2 separate regions of the Arachis hypogaea genome follow, and region 1 is linked to region 2. The links are chromatin contacts, called in public Hi-C maps. All regions are on one chromosome and are shown on one strand. Each heading gives the region's core, a stretch centred on a gene start, on an enhancer-like site or on the middle of the called end of the contact. The rest is flanking DNA. Distances are from core to core; before and after follow the strand shown.

Region 1 (5,885 bases), core at 2,177-4,676, 42 kb before region 2:
TTTGATTTTTAAAATTGAAATTAATTTTTTTTAATCTATTGTTTATGTTGTTTAGAAATAGGGTTAGTTTTCTATATTTTTTCTTATTCAATTAAAAAATTCACAATTATGACTATTGTTGGTTAGTATGTAGCTGCAACTTGCCTCATTTCGAAAGTAGTTGGAAGATCAGTTACAAGTAAGGAATTTGTTAATGAGTTAATCTGTTTGCATCTCTGCCACATGGCACTTGGTGGTTATGATTATAGTTAACTCCTCTAGTTATTAGTGCATCTATAGTTTGGCTAACCAATGCAGGGTTAGATGATAGTTAGAATGACTTCAATATACAACAAGTTGGTCTATTGTTCGAATGATGTGGAGTAAGTTCCAGCATTCTAATGCAGAGTTCAATTTTTTACCTTCTAAAAACTCTAGAGAAGTTGCGCAATAAATGATCTAAATCTGATTAACGTCCAGATAATCAAAACGTTCTCGGGCAGAGAACTAAAAATCACATTACTCCTTTATCACCAAGCCCCTTGTCTCTGATTTTTTTTACCGATTGCACTTTGTTTTGCAACTCTTCTGGTTTTAGTTGCACTCTTCGCCTCTTCGGTACGCTAAAACTTTTGAAGCATTTCAGTTCTACCTGCTGTACTACACTATATTGAAAACTCAAAAGCTTAAGGTTTGCAACCTCTAGCTCAGCGTTTTGCTACAATCTATTGTCAACTAGGAAAAATATGCAAGGCACACGTAGCCACAGAAATGATTTTCAAATTGGAACCTATAACATTACAGTATGAAGCAGATACAAAATATATAACTATTAAGTATATTAGCTACAGATATAGAATATGACCGTCAACGAACTATCAACAGTCAAAACAGAACAACTGTGATTTCCAGACTCTTTATTATATGGAACCCTATGATTATATAAAAATTAATTCCATCTTTACATTTAGAATTACATCAGTGTTAGTATCTAAGCCGTGCATAACAAAGGCGGATTTCAGGGAAAAAGGGTGGGACAGAGAAGCCATCCCCACCACACTGCCGTGAAAAGCAACCAAGCAAGTTACTTGGCTGCTTGTTCCAGAACTGGAACTTTCTTCCATGTTTCTTCCAATCCACTAATCTTCAGTGGCGGCAACGAAAAAACACTAACTGTCGAGCTCCCGCTTCTAATTTCCTGCAATACGTGCAATGCTGATATGGTACTCTTCATGTAGAGGCTCTCCATGTACTCGATCTCTGATAATTCCTTAGGTATCAAGAAACCATTGCTCTTGGTAGTGGTGGAAGTTGAAGGATCACATCCTTCAGCTTGGGGAGTTGTCTCGCCAGAAGGTGGAGAATCAATAACCGGGAAAAGGCGATCAAGCATTGCTTCGCACTCCTTCACTAGCTTGTAAAGCAGATCAGTGGTAAAGAAAGGTTGTTGCAAGACCTTCTGTATGAAGGGCAACCGGATTAGAGCACCAGTTCTCTTGTCATACTTTTTCAGTATTTTCACTAGCCCTGTGGATAGAAAAATGAGGTTACAATTAGTTAGTTGTCTGGAGCTGCTGATTCGATAGAAGATAAAGACCTTATGTAATAATCCACAATAAATGCTCAAAATAACCAAATTGAGGCTAATCACAGAAACTTATCTCTAAACCTATCTCTCTAAAAAGTTGAAAACCGCAGCTTATTGTTTAAAGACCAGATCACCATCTACCGACAGCTAACTAGTATATTTTTTAAAGAATAAAATAAAAAGGTGAACTACCCTGTTTGATTGTTTAAGCTTTTAGATGATTAGCCTGTGCATAATTTTCAACAGGAATATTTGTGGTGCTCGGCATATACTATTCTAAAGCAAAGAATGATAAGCCATAATGGGGTATCAAAAAGCCCGGATGTTCAATTTTCAGATTTCTTTATTCCAAGATAAGCATATGGTCACAAGTTGTCCACCGATTTTTAAGAAATAATGAACAATATGAATTAGAAATGAATCCTATTCCATCTTATTTCTTGATCTCATCCATTGCATTCATAAATGGCATAATTTTAAATGGCATAATTATAAAGTGAATGCGACACATATTTTATCATATAAAGGTTTGCAACTTGTAAATATAATAATAAATAATTCAATACGAATATATGAAAAGTAAGTTAACATATTTGCTGAGTGTTGACAATTAAAACTTGGGAAAGTACCTGTGTAGTTAAGGGCACTGTAGTTCTCCAGCAAGACCATCTCTCCATGAAAATCCACAATTTCCTTGCGAATTTTCATCAACTCTTCACTGGAAACCTTCACCTTGGCCACCCTGTCCTGAAGCTCCTGCATATTTAAACCGCAACAAACATTAGTTACACACTTACATATCCAGCTAGCTCTTCTATAATAAACATTAATCCAATTAAACATGCTTATCCTAATTAATTAATTAGCTTAAAATGTTCCAGTAATTTTCTGGAGAATAAAAGTTGGCATTGACATTGCCAAATTGAAACAAGAATAGTTACTTTGCCTAGTGGAGACAGGAGACCTAAAATATAATATTTTATTATATCATCGTATCAAATGTCAAATAAAATAATCAAATTCATAATTTGCTGGTATGTTCATTGCTAATCAAGCTAACTAAATTAAAATTCCACATAAAACTTAAAATAGATTCGGAACTTTTCTTTCTTTCTTTCTTTCTTTTTAAATTTCTTGGATCAGTTAACGAGTCGAAGAGATTAATTACGCACCTTGAGCCTGATAATGTACTCTTCCTCCTTCTCGACGAAGAAGTTATTGAATTTCTCGAGCTCTTTTTCAAGGAGATTCCTGAAGTCAAGTTCCTCCTTGGAGATTTCCGGCGCGGCGGAGTCGGAATCTCCGGGGGCGTCGAGCCTAGGGCGTTTGGCAGGGCGGTCGTCGGACTTAGGAGCAGGGTCCAATTGCTTGAGCTTCTTCTTGAGCTCCTTGTAGGAGAGAAACTTGTCGCGCCATTCCGGTAGGGTTTTCTCGATCTGGTTACTCAGGCTCTTTCCGAATTTCATGGCTTTCCGTTAAAGAAAAAAACGAACAGAAAGATGAAATTTCAGATGGAAGAAAAAAGAAGGTAGTGATTTGTAAGAGTTGGTAATTGGTATGGTATAGTATGTGTGAAGAAATAATAAATATAGAGGAATGTGTGAAGGCGAAAGAATATAATATATATGAGTTTGGTTGCGAATGCGATGATAGGGAAGGAGAGGAGGAGGAGGAGAGGGGAGAAGTGAGAGAAGGTGAGAGATATAACGGTATAGGAGAAGAGAATATTCGAGGGTATAGTTGGAATATCCGTAAATAGGAGTATATCTTGGGTTTTATTCCCCTCTCTACTGTCCTCCCAAGGGAGTGGTTGCGCTTCTCCACTTGCTTTAATACTCACTGCTATGTGCTATGTATCTGTGGTGTGAGTTTTCATTTACAATACTTATCAAATTTTAATTACTTTCTTAATTCTTATAATTTTATTAAATTTATAATTATTTTTTATAATTTTTAATTAAATTTATATATTATTTTTAATTTTATAAATATATTTTTATTAATATAAAAAATATTAAAATTAATAAAATATTTTTTATAAATTAAAAATATTTATAATTTAAAATTTAATTAAATTTTTAACTACATATTTTTTAAAATAAGTATTTTATTAATTTTAATATAAAAATTATTTAATTATAAAATTAAAAATAGTTAACTGAAAGAAAAAAAATTGATTATAAATTTAGTAAAATTAACAAAATAATTAAATAAAAAAAATTCTATAAAATAAAATAAATTATAATTTTCAAGACTTATATTTGTACTTATAATCTTAATATTTTTAAGGAAAACATATTGATCACTTAATATTTATAAGTTTTTGTTAATAATAAAACTTGTCTCCAATTTTGTTTAAGAATTATTCATAGCTTTATTACTTCTAAAAGAAAGTCATATTTGTTATAGGATGAAATTTTGGTTTTTGGTTACGCAATGCTCTAATGTGATATATGTGAGTGCGAATATTTATAAATTATGGTTTAGAAAATAAATAAGAATTGGATTTATAAAGAACTCAAAAATGATTTGGATTCAGTAACAAATATGAAATTTCAATGTTTTTGTTTATATTTTTATGTATTATTATGTAATGAATATAAGATTAAATGAATACATGTCAGATTATTTTGTATTTTATACAACTTGACAATCGAAATGTTGTTGCTTTAAAACCGTTAGAATATAATTAGAATTAATTAGATTAATTAGTATTATTTAATATATTTAAATATTTATTATAAAATATTATATTTTTATTATTTTAATTTTTTTAGTATTTATAAATATTATTTTATTTTGTATTATTTTGTATAATTTAAATACACACAATTTTTTTTAATGTTCTCTCTCTTATTTTTTTTTAATATGATATCAGAGTCATGTATTCTTTTTAAGAAGGATAGATTGTTTTCGAGTAAAATCACGGTATTTTTCATATTTTTTTAGTGATATTTTTTTTTCTTTCTCTTTTATGAATACTTTGATGCTTTCTCAGTTCACCGGTTAATTCACTTGCTACTTATTTATTCTCATGGAGAAACTATAAATTTTTTATCACCTTCCGATAGTTTGTAATCTCTTTGCACTTCGTCAAATTTTCAGTATTTTTACGACAGTTCGCCATCTTTTTAACAGTTTTTCGACAGTTGGCCACTCTTGCGACAGTTCCATCTGCATTGCCGTCCGGCCGTTCCGTCTGGTTCCCTTTCGACAATTCCGTCTGCGTTTCCTTCCAACAATTTCGTCTGCGTTTTCTTCTGGTAGTTCTGTCTACGTTCTCTTTCGCCAATTCCGTTTGTGCTTCCTTCCAATAGTTCCACCTGCGCTTTTTTTGTGGCAGTTCCGTATGCGCTTCCTTGTGGCAGTTCTATCTGCACTTCTTTCTGGCAGTTCTGTCTACGCTTTTTTCTGGCAATTCCATTTACGCTTTCTTCTGGCTGTTTCGTCTGCTTTTTGTTATGGCAATTCCATTTGCATCCGTTTTATCAATTTATGCATTTTTTTGTTTCATTGTTTTAAATAAGTTTCAAACTCAAGTTATCACTTGATTTTTAGGGAAGATGTTAGAGTATAATTAGAATCAATTAGATCAATTAGCATTATTTAACATATCTAAATATTTATTATAGGATATTACATCTTTATTATTTCGATTCTTTTAACACTTATAAATATCTTTCTATATACACACAAACTTTTTTTTGTCTGTTCTCTCTCTAAAATTTCTAACAAAAACATATATTTTTAAAATTCCCCAACATATATATGTCATGAAAAGGAAATATTCATTGCATAGAATATGAAAATACAATGATAACCTCTTTTATGAAGGAATGAGATTCCATGCCATGCTTCATCTTAAATTTAGTAATTATATAAATCAGTTAACTTTTTATATATTAACATTAAAAAAATACTTAAGAATATATATGTATATGTTTTAGGGGAAAACAAAGGGAAATAAATATCATATTTACCGAGCATATGACCTTTTATTATTAATAGTGCGTTTAAAACCTAAGCAATCTCGTAATCAAATCATGGATAATTTTATAGATGAGTCAAACTGGTCCAACTATGGGAATAGATAGTGGTGTCAACTTAAAAGATAATACATTAATTAAAAATAAAAATAACTGCAACAAAAGCAGAAAAGTTTGAGTAAATTTAAGCACAGCAAGGTAGAAGGCCTAAGCAAAGGGAAAGCGAAGTTAAGGTTTATTAATTTATAACGCATGGTATAATGCCAAGGCATTTGGAATATCCAATTTTTGCTACCAAGTCCATAATACGACATTTGGGATCCTTAATTAAT
Region 2 (5,413 bases), core at 1,307-3,806:
ATTGAACATAAAACAACAAGATAAGGCATTAGTAACTTTTGAAATAGAAATGAGATTACATTTAAAATTTGGTACATATAGAACCTCACTCAAATAAAAATCAGCTGAAAAAAAATTGTTCCACATAAGGTTGTAATAGTTTGTGAACCATTTGGCATGACAATTTTAACTGGATTAATATATTTAATAGAATAAAAATGTTTAAGACTAAAACAAATGTGAGCAGTTGCCCTATTATCTAAGATTCAATCTTTAGAATTCAATTCAAAATCGGAATGAGAAATGAGATGAAATATACTGGCTAAAGGAGTATGAATGGTTGCTAAATTTTCATCATGAAGAGGTTTTTCATGTTGCTGGAATAGTGCAATAAGTGCTTCTTTCTGTCTATCCGAGAATATCCCATCCAAACTGATCTTGCCTTCATTTTGGATAACAGGTGTGGGATTACATTCTGTATTACTCACAACTATCACTGAGTTCACTAAATTAGCTAAAAGAGGTACTCCATTAGAGTAATTTGGTTGCAAATGTGGTGGAAAGCCATGCTTCTGGTAACATGTATCCACCAAGTGACCTTGTTTTCCACAATAAGAGCAAAATTTGGGAGCTCCTCTAGTAGTACCTTTGCCACCTTTATGACGCCCTCTTCCTCTTTCTCTGACATTGTTGGCCCCAAATTTACCTTTTTCACCTCCAGTATTGATAAATTTAGCACTGCCTTGACTAGGCTGGTAAGTCTCTCCTTCACCTATAGATTTAGTGTGAACAGCATTCATTAGTATTCTAGAATCTGATTCAATGAGATGCATCATTTGTCTTTCTTGTTGAAGAAGTAGAGAAAAAATAGTATTCACATCTGGAAGGGGTTTAAGCAACATAATATGGGAGCGCATACTTGCATATTGGTCATTTAAACCTCTAAGAAAACGAATCATATAAGACTGCAACCTATATTGCCTCATTATGTCTAATCCATCGCTACAATTACTCAAGCAAGCATAAGTTGGTATGGGTCTGAATTCGTCTATTTCTTCCCAGATCCTTTTCAGTTTTGTACAGTAAGAGATGATGGATAACTCACCTTGCTTTGTGCTGAACAGATCTTCCTCAAGCTCAGCAATCCGAAATAGATCACCCTCATAAAATTGATGTTTGAGGTCTTTCTACAGTTCGTGTGCATTATCACACCACAGTACACTCTGCAAAATTTCTAGACTCAATGATCCATGTAGCCATGACAGCACAACCGTGTTGCAACGATCCCAAGCATCATATGAATCATCTGTTGGAGCTGGTTTGAGTAACGTGCCATCAATGAATCTAATTTTATCCTTCGATTTTAGACAGATCCACACAGATGTAGACCAGGTGTGGTAGTTCAGTGTGGTTGTGAGAGCGATTTCAAGTATCTCACTTGGGTGAAGGTAGTAATAACTTGAAGGATCTTGAAGAAGGTTGGTGTTAGATCTAGAAGTGGCTTGGAAAGCTTGAAACTGAGCCATCATCTTTGCAAAATTCTGAAAATCTGCTGCAGCAAAACTTTGCGTGTTTTGGATTCATCACCTCTGCCTCATTCGTTGCCATTAATGAATAAATAGGTTAGATCTATCTTTCACGAGCTACTCTCACTACATGTTCTCAGCGAAAGATTCACACTTTGTTGTAGGCTCCACGCTCACCGCATCATAACAAAACTCTGTTCAAACCGAGTGGTAAAATAGTGGAGCAAGTATCATATGAGAGGAGGCTTTGAAGAGAGAAAAAAAGATAGTTGAGGGATGAAAAGCTTTAATGTCTTTATCATTACTATTATCCATATATATACAAGAACATTAGACATCCTAACCCTAATAAACATACTCTATCTAACCATCTATGTACACTAGAATACTTCAAGAGTACCTAATTAATAAGATAAAATACTATTTAATATATAACTTTAATTACACCGTGTTTGAATTCCACAATACCCATTTTTTCTCGAATAGCCGTGATTGCCATAGATTTAACCGAGAAGGATCCATCTTCCGAAAGCTTCCAAATGATATTATCTTCCGAAAGCATCTTGTAGGGTAATATGAAGTTTTTTACCGTATTTACTATTTCACTCAAGGGTACGCCTTCTCCACTTGAGATTCCAAATCTACGATAGACCATCCCAAAATCCATAATTCATAATCAGTTTCGACCTCTACATAAAAATCAAATAGAAATAATAGGTTGTCCTTGTTGCTTAAATAAAATATTTATAACAATTAGAAAATAAAAACAGAAAACAATATCTCTAATAATTTCAAGATTAAATAACAAAATTTAGAAGGATAGCAACCAAATTAAAATTGGAACTCAAAAATTACATTAAACACTAATAAGGTTCTTTTTATTCATTTTTCCTTTTTTTTTTTTTTTTTTTTGCGTCCTTCGTTCTCCTTATGTTTTTGGGAGAGTGGGCAGCGGGGTTGTAAAAATATACAAATATAGGGTCATCGGGTATTCATTTCGGCTTGTTGTCCTTTGCTCTACACAAGGACACAGTGTGGAGGCCCAAGTCTAAACGTTGTGAGTTTTGAGTTGTGGCCTGACCCATTCCACATCTTCCATACAGTGCCATCTATATACCCAAAAAAAAAAAACGTGCCATCTGAGCCAGAAAAATATATAGCTGTTGTCAAGTATAATAGCAAAAAATCAAATACCTATCACATAAAAATTAAAGTGAATATTGTTGCTAACTTGCTATCAGCTTCTAATGAGTGAGTTAGAAGAATATTCTTTTTTGGATATATTATATATGAAGTAATTTTATGTGCGGTATAGATTGCACATGTTGGCTCCTTTTCTATATCTAGTTTGAGGCAGCTCTGTATTTTGTCTTTTAAATTAATACGTAGCTCCTCACCTAGCATGCTTTTGGTGGGTGGAACAATTAATAAATTATCAAAGTAAATAAATAAATAAATAAAACTAGACTGAAGTAGGATGAAATAATGCACTTTTTATATAACCATAGCTTCAAGAATAAACACTCTTATATTGAAATATAAGATATGCTACACTTTAGTTTATTATATTTTTTTTAGACTATTACTGAATTAATGGATTATATATATATATATATATATATATATATATCATCTGGTTGTTACTTTTCTCCAAACGAAAAAGAATTACATATTATAGATTCAAATTAAAATTAAATCACATTTTTTCCTTCAAATTTTACATCCATGCATAAACTCTCTCTTTTAAAATAACTCAGAATTCATTACTTGAAAATTAACTTGGGTCAAATTAATGGTTAGTTTATTAATCTGTTTAATTAATTGTCAAAGATTTAAATCTTTTCTACTGCATGTAAAAATATATTAATTAATATTAAATTCTCAAATAAAATTTTGATCCTTAACAAAGTAATTATTGATTTGTCTTATTAAAGATATAATAAAATGAAAATGTTTAATAACAAAAAAAAAAATCAACCAAAAATAGTCATAATTTATTTTATTTAATATTTATTAATTATTATAATAATTAATAGATGCTAAATAAAATAAATTTTGGCTATTTGTTTTGTTTCCCTAGCATTAATGAAAAACCAAAGATTCATTACTTGAAAGTTGAAATATCTATAATGTATGGCTGGGAGCTCCTTTCTCTGGACAATAGATGGCACGGTATATCTATACGTGGACATTATGCTGTTATGTATAAACTAAAGATTTAATTATTCTATTATTTTTTTAGTTTTATTAAATTTTTATATATTTTTTAATTTTATAATTAAATTATTTTTATATTAAAAATATTAAAATTAATAAAATATATATAATTAAAGATTTAATTAAATTTTTAATTATAAATATTTTTAATTTATAAAAATATATTCAATTAATTCTAATATTTTTTATATTAGAAATGATCTAATTATAAAATTAAAAACAGTATAAGAATATAATTGTAAAAAAAAAAATATAAAAACTTAATTAAAAATTTAATAAAATCATAAAAATTAATAAAATAATTAAACTTAAATTAAATGGTATTTTTTAAGGGAAAAAAGGTAAGTTCGATACTATTCATTACGTCAAGGTTAAACTATATGATTTTGGAAAAATTTTAAGTATTCTAAATATACCAATTTTTCAATAATTTTAACAGTTAATCTCATATATAATATAGATTAATTAAAATTAATAACTAAAATAATTAAAACACCGATATTTAATTTCTACAACATTTGAAAATTTTTCTATGGTTTTAAGTCATTTTTAGTACTACTTATAGATAAAGGTACTTATGTATCACCTTTTTTTTTTCTGTAAATTAAATTTACATGTATTATTTTATATTTTTATTACAATATATATTATATATAAATAATTAATTAGGGACCAATTTTTTATTTACAGTTAACATAGTTGATCGAAATGATCCTTACATCGACGACGGTGAAAATCAAACTCGAGTATTTGTTTGATTTTGGTTCATTTTCCTTACCAAATATATGCCAACCATCCTTGGACGTTCTTTGCAGTATTAGTTACTTGGTCTATTAATTAATCTATTTAGAAGCTTGCTCTTATCTGTTCTTTCATTAGGGTACCCACTGCATGTAGTTGTGATGCTCAAACTTTAGAGACATATATATGGTTGAGGGACCAAAACCAATTCGGTGTTGATATATAGCATTTGTCTATAATAACGATAACGTGATTTCCTTCTCGTCGTTCGTTGATCTATCTTAATCGATTTATATCGATTGTTATAACTCACATAAAGAAAAAATTTCTTGAGGGTTGGTAGAGGAAAAAAGGAAACAAAAGACATTAAATTATGTTGTTGGCATAATTAAGCTCATAACAAGCGAGCTAAACTCATGGACTAGCTAGCTAGTTAGTATAATTGTCATCTTTCTTTAATTGCACATGTGAGTAATAATTTAACTCATTCAATAAGCTTTGAAATATAGCAATTTGATAGACACATTGCTACCTTCCTTTCGGTGGATTATATATATATATATATATATATATATATTGATAAGAAATGAAAAAAAAAATTATACTATAAAAGAAAAGTATACAAGAGAAATATATATATAGTGATATAAGTATCAACTTTCTCTCTTGCGTGCCTTATTAGCATTATAAGCTTTGATTTTGTTTTTCACTTATTTTTCACATATAAATTAAAATTCATAAACTAAGAGTAATTACTAATTGACAACACAATGTAGGCTTTAATTCTATTTTTCTTCTTTCTGTTATGTTTTCAATGGAATGATTATTAATATTGCAAACGTTTTTTTTTAAATGAAATTTTAAAATATTTTTCTCCTAATATTCCTCTTTAAAATATGCCTAAAAGATTTATATTTTTGTCTGTTAAGATATCGTTTTTGTGTGTGAGA

Evidence for each region. Hi-C and Micro-C count contacts between places; a contact is called where the count stands out from the background.
Region 1: a contact with region 2 is called in a Hi-C map of an unstated tissue, with 2.7 times the contacts expected there. The contact joins the promoter of LOC112738235 here to the enhancer-like site in region 2. A contact is called at or near these places in 2 of 8 Hi-C or Micro-C datasets (leaf and an unstated tissue).

Annotation. Positions count from the first base shown.
Region 1 is chr13:43,758,381-43,764,265 of arahy.Tifrunner.gnm2.J5K5, reverse strand. LOC112738235 (SPX domain-containing protein 1) reads right to left here and starts at 3,426. Exons shown (of 3, transcript XM_025788586.3): 1 at 2,740-3,426; 2 at 2,197-2,323; 3 at 752-1,506. The coding sequence starts at 3,033. The coding sequence ends at 1,064.
Region 2 is chr13:43,715,619-43,721,031 of arahy.Tifrunner.gnm2.J5K5, reverse strand. No RefSeq gene overlaps it. Among protein-coding and RNA genes, the nearest start is that of LOC112735905, 12 kb to the right of the region's middle. Within about 2 kb of position 2,556, at least 3 of the 3 cell types and tissues checked have open chromatin away from gene starts, as enhancers often do.